Regions from separate parts of the Anser cygnoides genome. Here region 2 is linked to region 1. Evidence: chromatin contacts called from public Hi-C data. All regions are on one chromosome and are shown on one strand. Each heading gives the region's core, a stretch centred on a gene start, on an enhancer-like site or on the middle of the called end of the contact. The rest is flanking DNA. Distances are from core to core; before and after follow the strand shown.

What was found. A called contact is a pair of places that touch in the nucleus more often than the background predicts.
Region 2: a Hi-C map of liver shows a contact between it and region 1, with 2.5 times the contacts expected there. The contact joins the promoter of SEC62 here to the promoter of SLC2A2 in region 1. A contact is called at or near these places in 2 of 7 Hi-C or Micro-C datasets (both in liver).

Annotation. Positions count from the first base shown.
Region 1 is chr9:22,008,100-22,014,266 of Taihu_goose_T2T_genome, reverse strand. SLC2A2 (solute carrier family 2 member 2) reads right to left here and starts at 2,973. Exons shown (of 11, transcript XM_048059337.2): 1 at 2,739-2,973; 2 at 2,118-2,213; 3 at 1,699-2,003; 4 at 790-914; 5 at 1-24. The coding sequence starts at 2,771. It overlaps TNIK (TRAF2 and NCK interacting kinase), which reads right to left. Exons shown (of 31, transcript XM_067001986.1): 31 at 6,022-6,167.
Region 2 is chr9:22,230,004-22,236,170 of Taihu_goose_T2T_genome, reverse strand. SEC62 (SEC62 homolog, preprotein translocation factor) reads left to right here and starts at 3,178. Exons shown (of 8, transcript XM_067002417.1): 1 at 3,178-3,334. The coding sequence starts at 3,299. It overlaps LRRC31 (leucine rich repeat containing 31), which reads right to left and starts at 3,706. Exons shown (of 11, transcript XM_067002411.1): 1 at 3,564-3,706; 2 at 1,555-2,032.

The DNA of each region.
Region 1 (6,167 bases), core at 1,724-4,223:
TGGGCACGAGGCCGGAGGAGAGTCCTGCAGGAAGCACACGAGGCGTCACCGCCCCGGGATGGCAGCTCCACGGTCAGCAGAAACCTCTCCCCGAACCGGGAGGGAGGACGGAGCCCGCGTCCCACATCCCATGTCCCACGTCCCACATCCCGCGTCCCACAGCCCATGTCCCACGTCCCACAGCCCACCTCCCGCCCTGCCTGCCTCCCGCGGGGCCAGGAGGGCTGTGCACGTGAACACAGGCAGCCCAGCATGGAGCAGAGATCTGCTGGGAGCAGTTATTACGGAGCAAAGAGCTCTCTCCCGTCTTTCCTTGACCCGTCAGAGTGCAGGACTGCCTTTACATGCCAGCAACAGTGATAGCGAGCTGTATTTCTGAGCTAATTCCGATATAATCCCCTATTATCTGCGCGATATCTTCTCCTCCCTACCCGCGGAGCTCCTGTACTAAGTGCAGCCCAGCTGTAGATAGTGCTGTTGTCCGGGGAACCTTTCAAACAGCGTGACTAACAGCACGCTGCACGACAGCCACCACCAAGACCCAGCCTTGACATTAAGGCGCTGCTCCCAGCTCCCTTCTGGCGCGAGGTAAACCGAGCCGATTTTGCGACCGAGCTGACCCAGGTGCTCCTGGGGAACGTCCCGGGTTGAGGAGGACGGGCACGGGGCGAAGAGGCAAAGTGCCACCTGCCAAACCCCTCGTGAACTCAAAAAAATATTTAAAAAAAAAAAAAAAAGCTACAAAAGGTGAGAAACCCTCGCGTCACAGCCTGCCCTGCGGGCACTCACCGCAGTACAGCCCCGTGATCGCTCTCCCGGCGATGATGAGGATGTGCGACGGCCCGAATTTGGCCAGCCCCATGAGGAGGTTGCCCACGATGGAGAGGACGTTCACCACCAGCATGGCCTTCACCCTGCAAGGAGGCGGCACCGCTCGTCCCTGCGCCCCCCAGCCCGCCGGCACCGCCGCAGGAAGGCAGAGCCAGCGGGACGGCCGGCGCCAACGGGGAAAGGACAACGGGAACACGCAGCAGGGGGGCGGTCGGGGTGCCTAAAGCACGCTATAGGGCCGGGGGGAAATCCTATCCAAATACCTTCCTCTTGCTTTTTGCCACAGAGAGAAAGGTGGGATTAGGCAGTCGGTAAAGGCAGCTCGTTGATTTCTGCTCTGGGCGCTAAGCGTTGCAATAAAACATCTGACCGGTAATTTAGGGTTTTAGTAAGCCAGAGCTCTGGGGTGTTTGGAGCGGTATTTTGGAGGTTTGAGGGTTTTTTTCATTGTATTAGGAAGAATAATATGAATGGTATTTCTATAAGAAGGAAACCATCTTCTGGAGAAAAACAAACAGACAAACAAAAAGGCTTCGACTCTACCTAAAGTCTGAAATTCCTAGCGAGGGGTTTGAGTGCTGCGACTTGCCTGGGGAGAGCTCGGGAGCAGGGAGGACAGGTGCCGACTTCCAGCCCCGGGCTCTGCGTTCACAGAGAGCCATAAATACCAGAGGAAACGAAGCCGGTGCCTCCCAGCCCTCCAACCCCCCCCCGGCGCCCCATGGAGACCCCCTCAGGTGCGTGGGGCAATGCTGCAGCCTCCTTTTTAGAGGGCAAACCGGAGCCTCATGGCCGGCACGCAGGAAAAATTGGGGTTGAAAAATGCCCTTTATGCCTCAAACCGGGGGGGGGTGGGCTGCTTCTCACCTCCCCAGCCGGTCGCCGATCCAGCCCACGGTGAAGGAGGAGACCATGCCGCCGATGGCGAACACGGACACGGAGAGGGACCAGTACATGGTGAGGACGTGCGGGGAGGCGGCGAGGTCCTCGGGGGGCGCGAGCGTCCCCTCAGCGCTGCCCCCAGCCTCTGTGCCGGGGACGGTGCCGGGGATGGTGCTGGGGATGGTGCTGGGGATGGTGCTGGGGATGGCGCCGTCCTCCCCGGAGGTGTTGGTGGCCTGTCTGTCCAGGGGGACGATGCCCAGCACGCGCGCGTAGTGGGCTTCTATCACCTGCAAAGAGGAAAAACGCCGTCGGCTCACGTCTATAACCCCCCCCCCGGCTGTGTTTTGGGGTGTTTTCGTGACACCCAGGCCCCCAGCCCTGCAGCCCGGCTCGGCGCTTACCTTCTGGGGCGCGTTGATGACGCCCAGGCTGTAGCCGTACTGGAAGAAGCCCAGCACCGCGGTGAAGACGGAGAGGACCAGCGTTCCCGTGAGGTGCTGCCGAGGGAGCAGAGAACAGCCTCAGCCCCTGCCCTGCCCCAGGACCCCCCCCCGGGATCCCGGTGAGCCCTCGGGGTCACTCCAGCTGGCTCCCAAAGAGAAGGGAGAGCCCAGGGGCAGGCAGGACGCGGTGCTGCCCCACATACAGCGACCCGTGCCCACCGCCCTGCTGGTCCCTGGGGGCTTTCTGGGGGCCGGCAGCAGGAAGGGGCACAGCAGCGCTGCTGGAGCAGAGCAGCTAGGAAAAAAAACAGCCAAGACTTTGTTTTTCAGCAGTCCCGTTTCAAATACCTTCTCCCTCCGTCGCGGTTGAAATTATCCCGTAAGGTGACAAAGTTCTTAAAAATAACAGAAAATAATCCCTTGGCCCCTTTGCCCCTGCTCTGTACACAAACATCACAGGCCAGATAACTAAGGGGGAAAATTTTGTTGGTTTTGGTCTTAGCGGGCAATAAATACCACCCCCGGGTGCTGGTTTCCCTCAGAAATTCCAGTGCACAGACGGTGCTGAGCCGTGGTTACCTTCTCTGCTTGCATTTTGCTTTTCTTGTCCATCCCTCGGCTCCTCCGCTGCCCTCCCGGCTCTGTCCTGGGCTGCGGAGCGGGGCGAGGGCTCGGTGCAGGAGGAGGGACAGCGGGAGCAGCAAAGCGGTTTGTGCTGCGGGAGATGGGGCTATATCACCTCCGGGGTTAATGAGAAACCCGTCTTCCCAACACTTATATCCTCCGTCTGACCAGCCCAGAGCCGTCACTGCCAATCCCCTGAAATTTTGGGGGGGGACAAACGAAAGAACGGGACACCCCCCGAAGACAGGGGGTGAGACCTGGGAAATCCAGCCGGCAGGCTGAGTTTTGATTTCTGGCCGTCCCCGCGGCACCGGGATGTGGCGTGCGGGGGGCTTGGGGACGTGCCGCAGCCGGGCTCTGGGTGTGCTGCACCCGTCTTGGCTTCCACGGGGGATTCGTTTGCCGAACCCCCAAACTCCTCGCTGAACTTTAGCCAGAAGGAACCTTTCCAGCACGTGTAGCAAAGATGCTAGAAAACGAGTGCTTTATTTAAACATCACTTGGCACCTGCTCTGAAATAGCTTTGTGTGCGTGCATAACGTGCACACAGAGGACACGCAAACCCAGATGCGTGCGGGTCTCTCTCCGCAGGCACAGACCTGCAGCCACCGCCGTGCCCTGCTGGTGCGCAGCCGTACACCCGGGCAGCCGGGGAAGGAGAGTGCCGTAGGCGTGCACGGGGACACAACACAGCAAAGCGGCCCAGAAACCATCACAACGCCATCCCTTTTCGTGCGCCGTGCTGCCGATGCTGTCGGGTATCGCCGCCCTGCTGCGGGCACTTGCCGAACTTTGCACAGCGATGCAAAAATCTGGTCTGAGCTGGTCTCGGGCGCGGGCACTGCCATCATCAGCTGGCAATGGATGCAGCATCCAGCGGAGGCACGCCAAGGCCTGACTCAGCCCCGGAGGTGATTAATTCCACTGCCTCCCAGGTGAGCTTTCACAGCTGCCAGCCAAGGAAAGGCGAGTGAGTCACCGACGGCGCTCAGGCAGCCTTCACATGGGCGCTACATGCACCTTCTACGGAGGAAGAGGAAAAAAAAAAAAAAAACGAGGAGAAAAAGACCACTAATCTTTGCTCTGGTCTCAGAGTAAAACTTTAACCCGGGGCAAAGTGTTCGCTGCATTCCTGTGCGCATTGATTGCAGCCCCACCGGCTGCAGGGGCCGAGCTTTTGTGGGACCCGGGAAACTGCAGGGCTGAGCCCCCTCCCACGTCCCTGCTTGGGGTGCGTGAGGTGAGGAAAGCGATAGGGTCACCGGTGGGGTGTGGATGACAGGAAACACCAAAAAAAAGAGAGCGGGGCGGTGCTGGGGTACCCAGCGCTGTGGTGCCCGCCGCCAGAGACTTGCCCCTGGGCAAAGCTTTAATTAAATCCATTAACGCACGTGTTTAGCTCCTGGTGACGCTGTCACAGCCCAGCCCGTGTGTTTTTCTGAACTGGGCTCTGGATGTGGCCGTGTCGCCTTGCGCGGGTTAGCAGGGGGCAGCTCAAGGCTGGCTTGCAGGTGGGAAAGGTTGGTTGGTGTGCAAACCCAGGGCCGGTGTGTAAACCCAGGGCTGTTGTATAAATCCAGAGCTGGTGTGTAGACCCAGGGCCAGTGTGTAAAGCCCAGGGCAGCGCACAAACCCACGGGGCTGTCAGCTCAGCGCCTGCCGGCGCACAGCGCTCCCGCTACCGGCGCAAGGTGCCCAAGCCCAGCCCGCCCGTGCTGGAAGAAAGGCGGCCCCAGGAGCTGCAGGAGCAGGAGGAAAATGAGCTGCACCTCTGAGCGCTGAAGTAACGGCGTCGGCTGATGCCGGAGAACGAGGGCACTGGGCCCGCGAAATGCACAGATAAAAGCTCGTGTGTCCGCTCGCAGCACGCTGGGCACACGCAGCGTTATTTGCCAACAGCAGCACTCCCACCGCTGCTCAGCGCATTGCTTATTAATAAGGTGCAAGAACCACGTCTGATAACACGCCACTTCGTCGTCCCCGCTGCCTACTATGTCGTGCCTACTGTAATTAGTGGTGCTGCCAAACACGATGGGATGTGATAAAAGCCCTGGGTTAAAGTTTGTGTCAGGCTGAACAGCTGAGCGTGCTCTCACATCAGTGAAAGCAATTCAGAGCACGGACTGCGAGGCTTTCTCTGCGGCTGGGGTGGCCGACACACCCTTGCTGTGGTCTTTGGCTTATTCCGAGGCAGCTTTCACGTGAAAAGCAAACCAAACAAAGCAGAAAAAATAAACCAGGAAGACGCAGCTCCTAAGGCTGTGGATTTCCAGATAAAAGCACGATGGGGAGAGGCGCACCGGAGGTTTGCACAAGAGCGTTACGCGCTGGAGGATTTCAGGCACATCCAGATAACATCACCTGCGGCTGTGGCAGTTTGCAAGGCGAGCGCTTGGGCTGGGTCTGGAGGTGGAGAGAGTGTCAGAGCACCGCAGGGGGACGTGGGCAGCCAGCAGACACCTCCGGGATGTGGCAGCGGTGGCGGCAGCATCCTGCTCCCTGAGCAGCCACCTCATTTCTGAACCAACAAAACTCTGCCGGGTCTCGCAGTGAGGCAGCGAGTGCTGCCCGCACGGTGCCTCCTGCCGGCCTCGCCATGCTCGCGCTGCCCCCGTTACGCAGCCCCGGTGCCCAAATCGCCGCACCAGCTGCATGGGGCCGAGAGGCCAGGGGTGAGCCCAAGAACTGCAGCCCCACAACCTCAGCCAGCCACCAGCCTGGCTCCAGGGGCACGTTTAGGGCCACCTCGAGCGTTCCCTTTCCGTCCCCACATGCGTGATATCAACCCCCAAACCACCTCGCAATGAGAAACGTGCCTTGAGTCGTGCTCTGACACAGGTTTGGAAACGCTTTAAACCTGCAACAGGCTCAAATGCATCTCACATTACACTGACTTTATTTCTCATTATTCCAGGATGCCCCGGCCCCTGTGTACTCATCCTGCCCCAAAACGCTGCTTCCTGAGCCCCTCCAGGAAAGCAGCACCGCTGCTCAGAGCCCTGAGAAGCCACTGGAGCCCGGTGACTTGCTACCAGCTAACACCCCGCTTGTTGTTCACAGAAATCTAAAAGGCATGGCTTCGTGTTGAAGGTTCGTGCTTTATTGTAGTTGGCACCAGAAACGCTTTTGATCTGTTATGTCCATGTACACAGTGTAAACAAGACCGTGTTAATATTGGCTTCTTATGACTGTTTCAAGTGACTCCATGGTTTCAAAAAAATACATTCACCAACTACTGTATGTTTAAACACAACGATTCCTTTTTATTTCATAACTGTACTCAAAACCCCACAATTAAAAAAAAATAATTTAAAGCCGTGTATTCTGAACCAGTCACATCAAGGAGGAGAGCAAAATAAAGAGGAAAGGAGAGTTATCAGTTCG
Region 2 (6,167 bases), core at 1,929-4,428, 220 kb before region 1:
GTATATCCAGGTACATCCCCACTGATTCCAGTAGGGTTTGTTGGACCAGCAGAATTGACATCAGGCGAGTCATATCCTTACTAGGGTTCACCAGTCAGTAAAATAAAAACTTATTCTTGCATTGAACAAAGCTGGTATCTGAAATTGATGAAACTGATTACAGAAGGACTAGAATCAGGGGAAATTCATGCTTAGTTCAACTATGTTTTTTTGAAAGTTATAAATATGAAATAATTCTGAGTTATGCAGAAATGAAAAGGAACTTGCAAGAATGGAATTATTGCAGAAGCTTCTTAGTAAAAGATAATTCTGGAGATTTTTCTAATGAATCTTTGTTGCTCTGCTAAATTAAAAGCTGAGTGGTGAACTAAATATTTATAAGCTTCTGAGATGGAAGTGACTCAGGATATGTCTACACTGGAGTGTGCTTCTGAGTAATGACTCGTGTTTGTGGGTGGATGTTAGCTAAACCTGCCATGAAAGTATGTGTTGCTGTACAGTATGAGGCCCATCTTCTTTGTATTTTGAACACATATTCAGTGCTGAAGCTGACTGGATAAAATGGGAAGTCACTCCAGAGCCTGCAGCATGCTATCATGTATAGATGCTCTAGGAAATGGCTCCTAATGCATCGTTTGGGAATTTATCTATCCTCAGCTCCCTCCGTGGATACTCTTCCCTCCTTCCTGCCTTCCCTCCCACCCGTCTTCCTTCCCCTCAGCATAACAGTTGAGGTAGCTCTGATTCGTGTTTTCCCATCTCTTCCCCCAAAGCCAGAGGGATTAGCCATGGGTCCAGAGCTTTATAAAAGTGAATGGCTAGTTCAGCAGAACAGATGCTTGGTCGAACTTCTAGTGTTACCTCTGTTTCTGTGTTGCAGAAGGCAGCGTGACGCAAAAGACAATTTGTGACATGCTTGGCAGTAATTCAGTTGCTGACACTTGGACTTGCATTTCTGGTGCATATCAACTATGCCACAGTGGTAAGACCACATCATCTTACGAGCCTGACCAACACTGACCCAATACAGCAGGACTACCAATAGCACACATGCCAGTAAATTGCCAGGAACAAGTGAATGTAAGGGTAGAAGAAAATATATACCAGGCAGAGCATAACACTGCTTGCCTCAGTGTTCTGCCTCAGAGGCCAATAAAGGACACCTAAAAGCAGAGTGTAAAAACAAAGCAAATGTCTCAGAGCACTTCTTTTATCTACAAGGATCTATTACACACCAGCCAGAGGTGATTTTTTTTGTTGTTTCATGAATGCATCTTTTTTTTTTAAACTAAGTTTCTAGCATCCCTGCTGCCATATTAGATAACATAGTTGATTACACACAGGCTAATGAAATGCTGTGGGTTTTGCTTCAGTTGACAAAGGAAACCACTCCACTTGCATGCAATATCCTTCACAACAGTAATTTAAGTGCTCATGATTTGGAAACCTTACTCTAATAAAAACGGCAGTTGTCATTTAAGAGGCTGTAAATTCACTGCATAATTCTGAAATGCTCCTCTTCCAACATGCCCCACAGTTAATACGGACACCTACCTTAAAGGCAAGCAGCTTGAACCTCCAATTCCATTGCCTGGTTTTCTTGAGATTCTGCCAGTTGCTTCTCTCCTGTTCTCCAGCCATACTTGTGAGTACCAATGAGCTTGTCCCATGCAAGATTCAGTCTTGGTAGGTTCCACATTCCACAGTGATAGTAAGTTCTCTATCCAGTGCCTCACACTGGAGGATACGTTCCCCGGCCCACTTTCCGTACTTCAGTCCTTCTCACGGATCTGCTTGAGGTGGTCAGTTTGCCGACAGCAAATCATGACAGCAACAGGCCACTTTTCATTGTTTTATTTGTCAAATTGTATTCTTCGTGCTTGTGTCCTGATCATTAATGCTTGGTTGCTTCAGTTGCCAAACCATCGTTTCGGCACCAATGGAAGATTGTTATTATTAGCAAGCCATAAGTTGTAGATGGCTAAAAGTTCTTCTGCAAGAAATCCTCAGTTTCAGATGTGCTTTTACGTTACTGAAAGGTAAGCACATTAAATAACTGTTAAAATGATTGCCGTTTTAAAAACACATTTTTGAATAAGTATATTTCACCTAAATTTTACGAGAGATTGCTTTATTGTAACCATAAAAACTTTAATTCCCTATATTTACGATTTCCTCTCCTGAATGATACTTTCTCTAGTTCACTCTGCAGTCAGCCAGCTTAATCTGTAACTTGTATAGATTTTCTGCCCAGCAACAGCAAGAGGAAAACGTTCAAAAGAGAAAGACGTTGCACCAGAAAAAAAAAAAAAGCACTAATTCTGGCATGGTGATTCAGGGGCAAATATGCTACTGGAAGCAATCTCGGCTTTTTAATTACCCACTTTTCAATCTAAGAGGCTCCGAAATCACAGGAACGGGAAGAGGCAACACGGTGCGAGAGGGCTGGACAAGATGATACAGCTCCACACACGCTTTTCCATCCCAAAGTGCCAGGGCGCGGCCTGGAAACACGGTGCCAGGATAAACCATTAGACGCTTTCCTAGCTTCGTGACCTAATAGTAAAAGCATGTGGGGCGACCTCTGACAAAAATCCATCTTCTTTTATATGGGATGCTCTCTACTTGTACTTCTGGAGCTGTATGCAAGGGTCGGAGCACCTGGGGTGTGTTTAAATGGGTAACACCTAACAAAGGCTGGACACATTGGGTGTCCGCATGGCCTAACTGGCTCTTTAGGTGCACTGACCCTAAATGCATGGGTTGTGGCTCCCCAAGATATGCAGCAAGGCGATGGGCACAGCCCGAGGGGCACCTGTGGGCACCAGGTGGGGTGTCACAACCAGGGGAGGTTCAGGTTGGAAATGAGGAGATATTTCCTCTCAGGAAGAGCAGCCAGGCGTTGGGACGGGTTGACCAGGGAGGCGGGGGAGTCACCGTCCCTGGGGGTGTTCACGGAGAGGTTGGACGTGGTGCTTGGGGACACGGTTCAGGGGGTGATGGTGGTGGGAGGGCGACGGTTGGACCTTGGAGGTCCCGAAGCTCTTTTCCAACCCTAACGATTCTGGGATTCTGTGCTTCTACGACACAAGCATCCCCGCCGAGGGGGCCGCAAGACGGCTGAGGAGAGCCCCCCGCCACCACCGCCTCCTCCTCCGTGAGGGGCCGAGGGGGCGCGGCCTCCCCGGCGCCTCTCGCGAGGCCGCAGCCTCCTTCCCCCCCCCCCCGCCGCCTCCACGCCCCCCGCTCCCCGCTCCGCCGCCCGGCCCACGTCACCGCCGGAGCGGACGGGGACAACATGGCGGAGCGGCGGCGGCACAGGAAGCGGACCCAGGTAGCCGAGCCCCGGCGGCCTCACGGCCTCCGCCCCGGCCGGCCGCTGCCCCCCCTCGCCCCCCGCACGGAGCCCCGGCCTCGGCGGAGGGGCGGCCGAGCCCCGGGCCCGAGGCCTCCCCGCGGCTCCTCACGGCGCTGGATGGGGGGGGGGGGGGGGGGGGGGGGTGTTCGGGGGGAGAAGGGAGGCGGTGAAGCCCCGGGCCGGGATGTGAGGGGGGGGGTTTTACCTCGGAATTTTCTAGCAAAGCGCCACGGTGCCGCCGTGAGGGGCTCGGCAGGGCCGGGGCCAAGCGGCCGGTGGCGGTGTTTGGGGCCGGGAAGGGAGCGTCCGGGTGGACCGAGGGGAGAGCCCCGGTCCCGGTCCTTGTCCCCGTCCCGGTCCCGGTCCCCCCGGCTCCCACAGCGGAGCCGAGCCGGGAGCTGCCCCCGCCCCCCCCCCCCCGGGCCCCTCAAAGCCCAGAGCGCCCAGGCCGGGCGGTGATGTGGTGGGGGAAGGAAATTTGTTGCTTTTCAGAGAAACGCAACCAGCCGCGTCAGAAGATGGACCCGAGCGGCTCCGGCTCCGCGTGGAGACCCGGGGGGAGCCGTGGGATGTGGGTGAAGGCGGTGAGGGCTGGGTGTCACACCGACCTGCGGCTCTGCGCCGCCAAAAAATTGGGCTTAGGGAGGTCTGTGGAGTTCCCGATGCGGGTTTTGTGCATAGCTACACCATCGGGTGCTAGAATGCCTGTTCCTGGTATGTATTATTAACCCTAACGCTAAATAATGCGTAGGTTTTATGGCTGTGCTCTGAGTGGAGATGACACTTGCGAGGGAAATCAGAGAGCTATTCAACAGATGGATGCTTTGTACTTCGTCCTTCTGCTTCGTTGCCCTTTCTTTCTGCTCCTTTCCCTTCCCGGCCCGCTTTCCCCTCTCCTGAAAGATGGAGATGTGTCAGTACTCGCAGTGGTTCCTGTTTCCCTTTAATTCAAATTACTGTGAAGGGAAAAAATGCAAAGAGTAATTAATCAGAATCTTGTTAAATAAGTTATCAATCACAGACGGTGGGCATTATGGAATTATTCACTCTCCAGGATTGTCACAGACTGTCCCTTACCAAGGAAGGATGACAGTAGCCCAATAAAGCATCCATCAAAACCAAATTGAAAGTAATTTAATGTTTTGTATAATACCCTGGGCTCTGGTTTTGCAAGCACTTAAGCACATGTTTACTTCCAGCCTGCTAGCAATAGGAGGATTTCCTGGGTTGTTACTGATTGCATCCGTGTCTAGGTGTTAATGCTGAAGGTTTGGGATTCTGGCCTAAATTTGTGGTACAGTTGTACAGATAAGTCCGTATTGCCTCCTAGTAGTCCCAACGACAATGGGAAGACAAGACACGGAACAAAGAATATTGTTGAATGCCCAGAGGGTGTTCTTAATTGGTCAGTGAACAAAGCAATATTTATTTTTCTGTTTTGCTTTTTTTTAAGCTTTTTGAACTTTCTTGGCATAGCTACAATATGTTTATCATGTTTCAGGATAACACTGCAAGTTGCTTTTGAAAGGAAGAGCAGGGCGTTTATTTGTTGGTGTCTGAAGTGCTTTAGAAGTGAGTACTTACTTTAGGGCGGTGTGTACCCCCCGAATGAAGAGGCTATTTACCATGCTGTGAGCGGGTCTGACATCTGAATACCCCATCGCTAATTTCTTGTCAAGAGTAAGACTGTAGCAGGAGACAATATTTAGCTGTGGAAAAAGCTGATGGAGTAGACTTCAATCACAAATACTGAGTGTACAAAAACAGGCTTCGAAATAATTTTATATCTACCATCAAGACGTGAATCGTGGTACTTCGGTCAACAAGCTAAACGTGAGATGAGGCATGCAAAAAGGTGCAATAAAGCAGCTCAAAATTCTCTCAAGCCTATTTTTCCATCGGAAGTGATACCAGGAAGGATTTATTGTACAGAATGCATTTTCATAACAAAATACGTTGCCTAATCTGGACTGCTGAGCTTCGACTCTTCCTCTGGCAACAAGGTGAAAGTGACGGAAGTTACAGAAATCCTAACTTCAAAAGTCTGAGTGAAGACGTTTTTGTAGGTTAAGTTCTCGGTGTCATTCCTGATGGTAATTTAACTGTAATTAACACGGAGGCACGCAGTAGTGCAAAGAGCCTGTTCTGTGGGAAGCAGATTGCTAGAGCCAGTGGGCTCCCACGTGATTCAAACTTCTGAAATCAGCGACGCTTGATGTATATAAAGGACTTAGTAGAAGAAAACAACATATGTTGTCTGATGGCTAGTTTAATATTTCTTCTTGAGACAGATACCTCTCAAAGATGGGGGATGTCTTTGGATGCCTATTGCTCCAGCAGCCCGATGAAAGCTATTTCATCTCTTGGGAAAAACAGTCTGTCCTGAAACTCTCGCTTAAACACAAAATCTTGAGCTGGTCGCTTTGACGAGCATTCAGTTGGGTAACACGTGGCACTTTGGCAGGTCTGCATTCGGACTATTAAGTCGGCATTAAGTTTTAATTACTTTGGCCAGATTCCATCGTGCATGGTTTTATTCTGCACATGTGAAGTTTTGTTTGTATTTGCGTTGCGATTAATGGCACTCGCATAGCATCCTAGCGCTGTGCCCTCCACTCTCGAAATGCTAATGTGTATAAATACCGCTTTTATAAATAGAGAAAACCGTTCTGAGGCAGTGATTTGGCAAACGCCTCAACTGCAAACTGAGGTTTGGGGGTAACAGGAGAACATACCTCAGTTGTTGGCTTTTTTTTCCCCTTCTTGAATCACTGGATGCAAGCTTTGAGATTCTCCTGATGAAGGACAT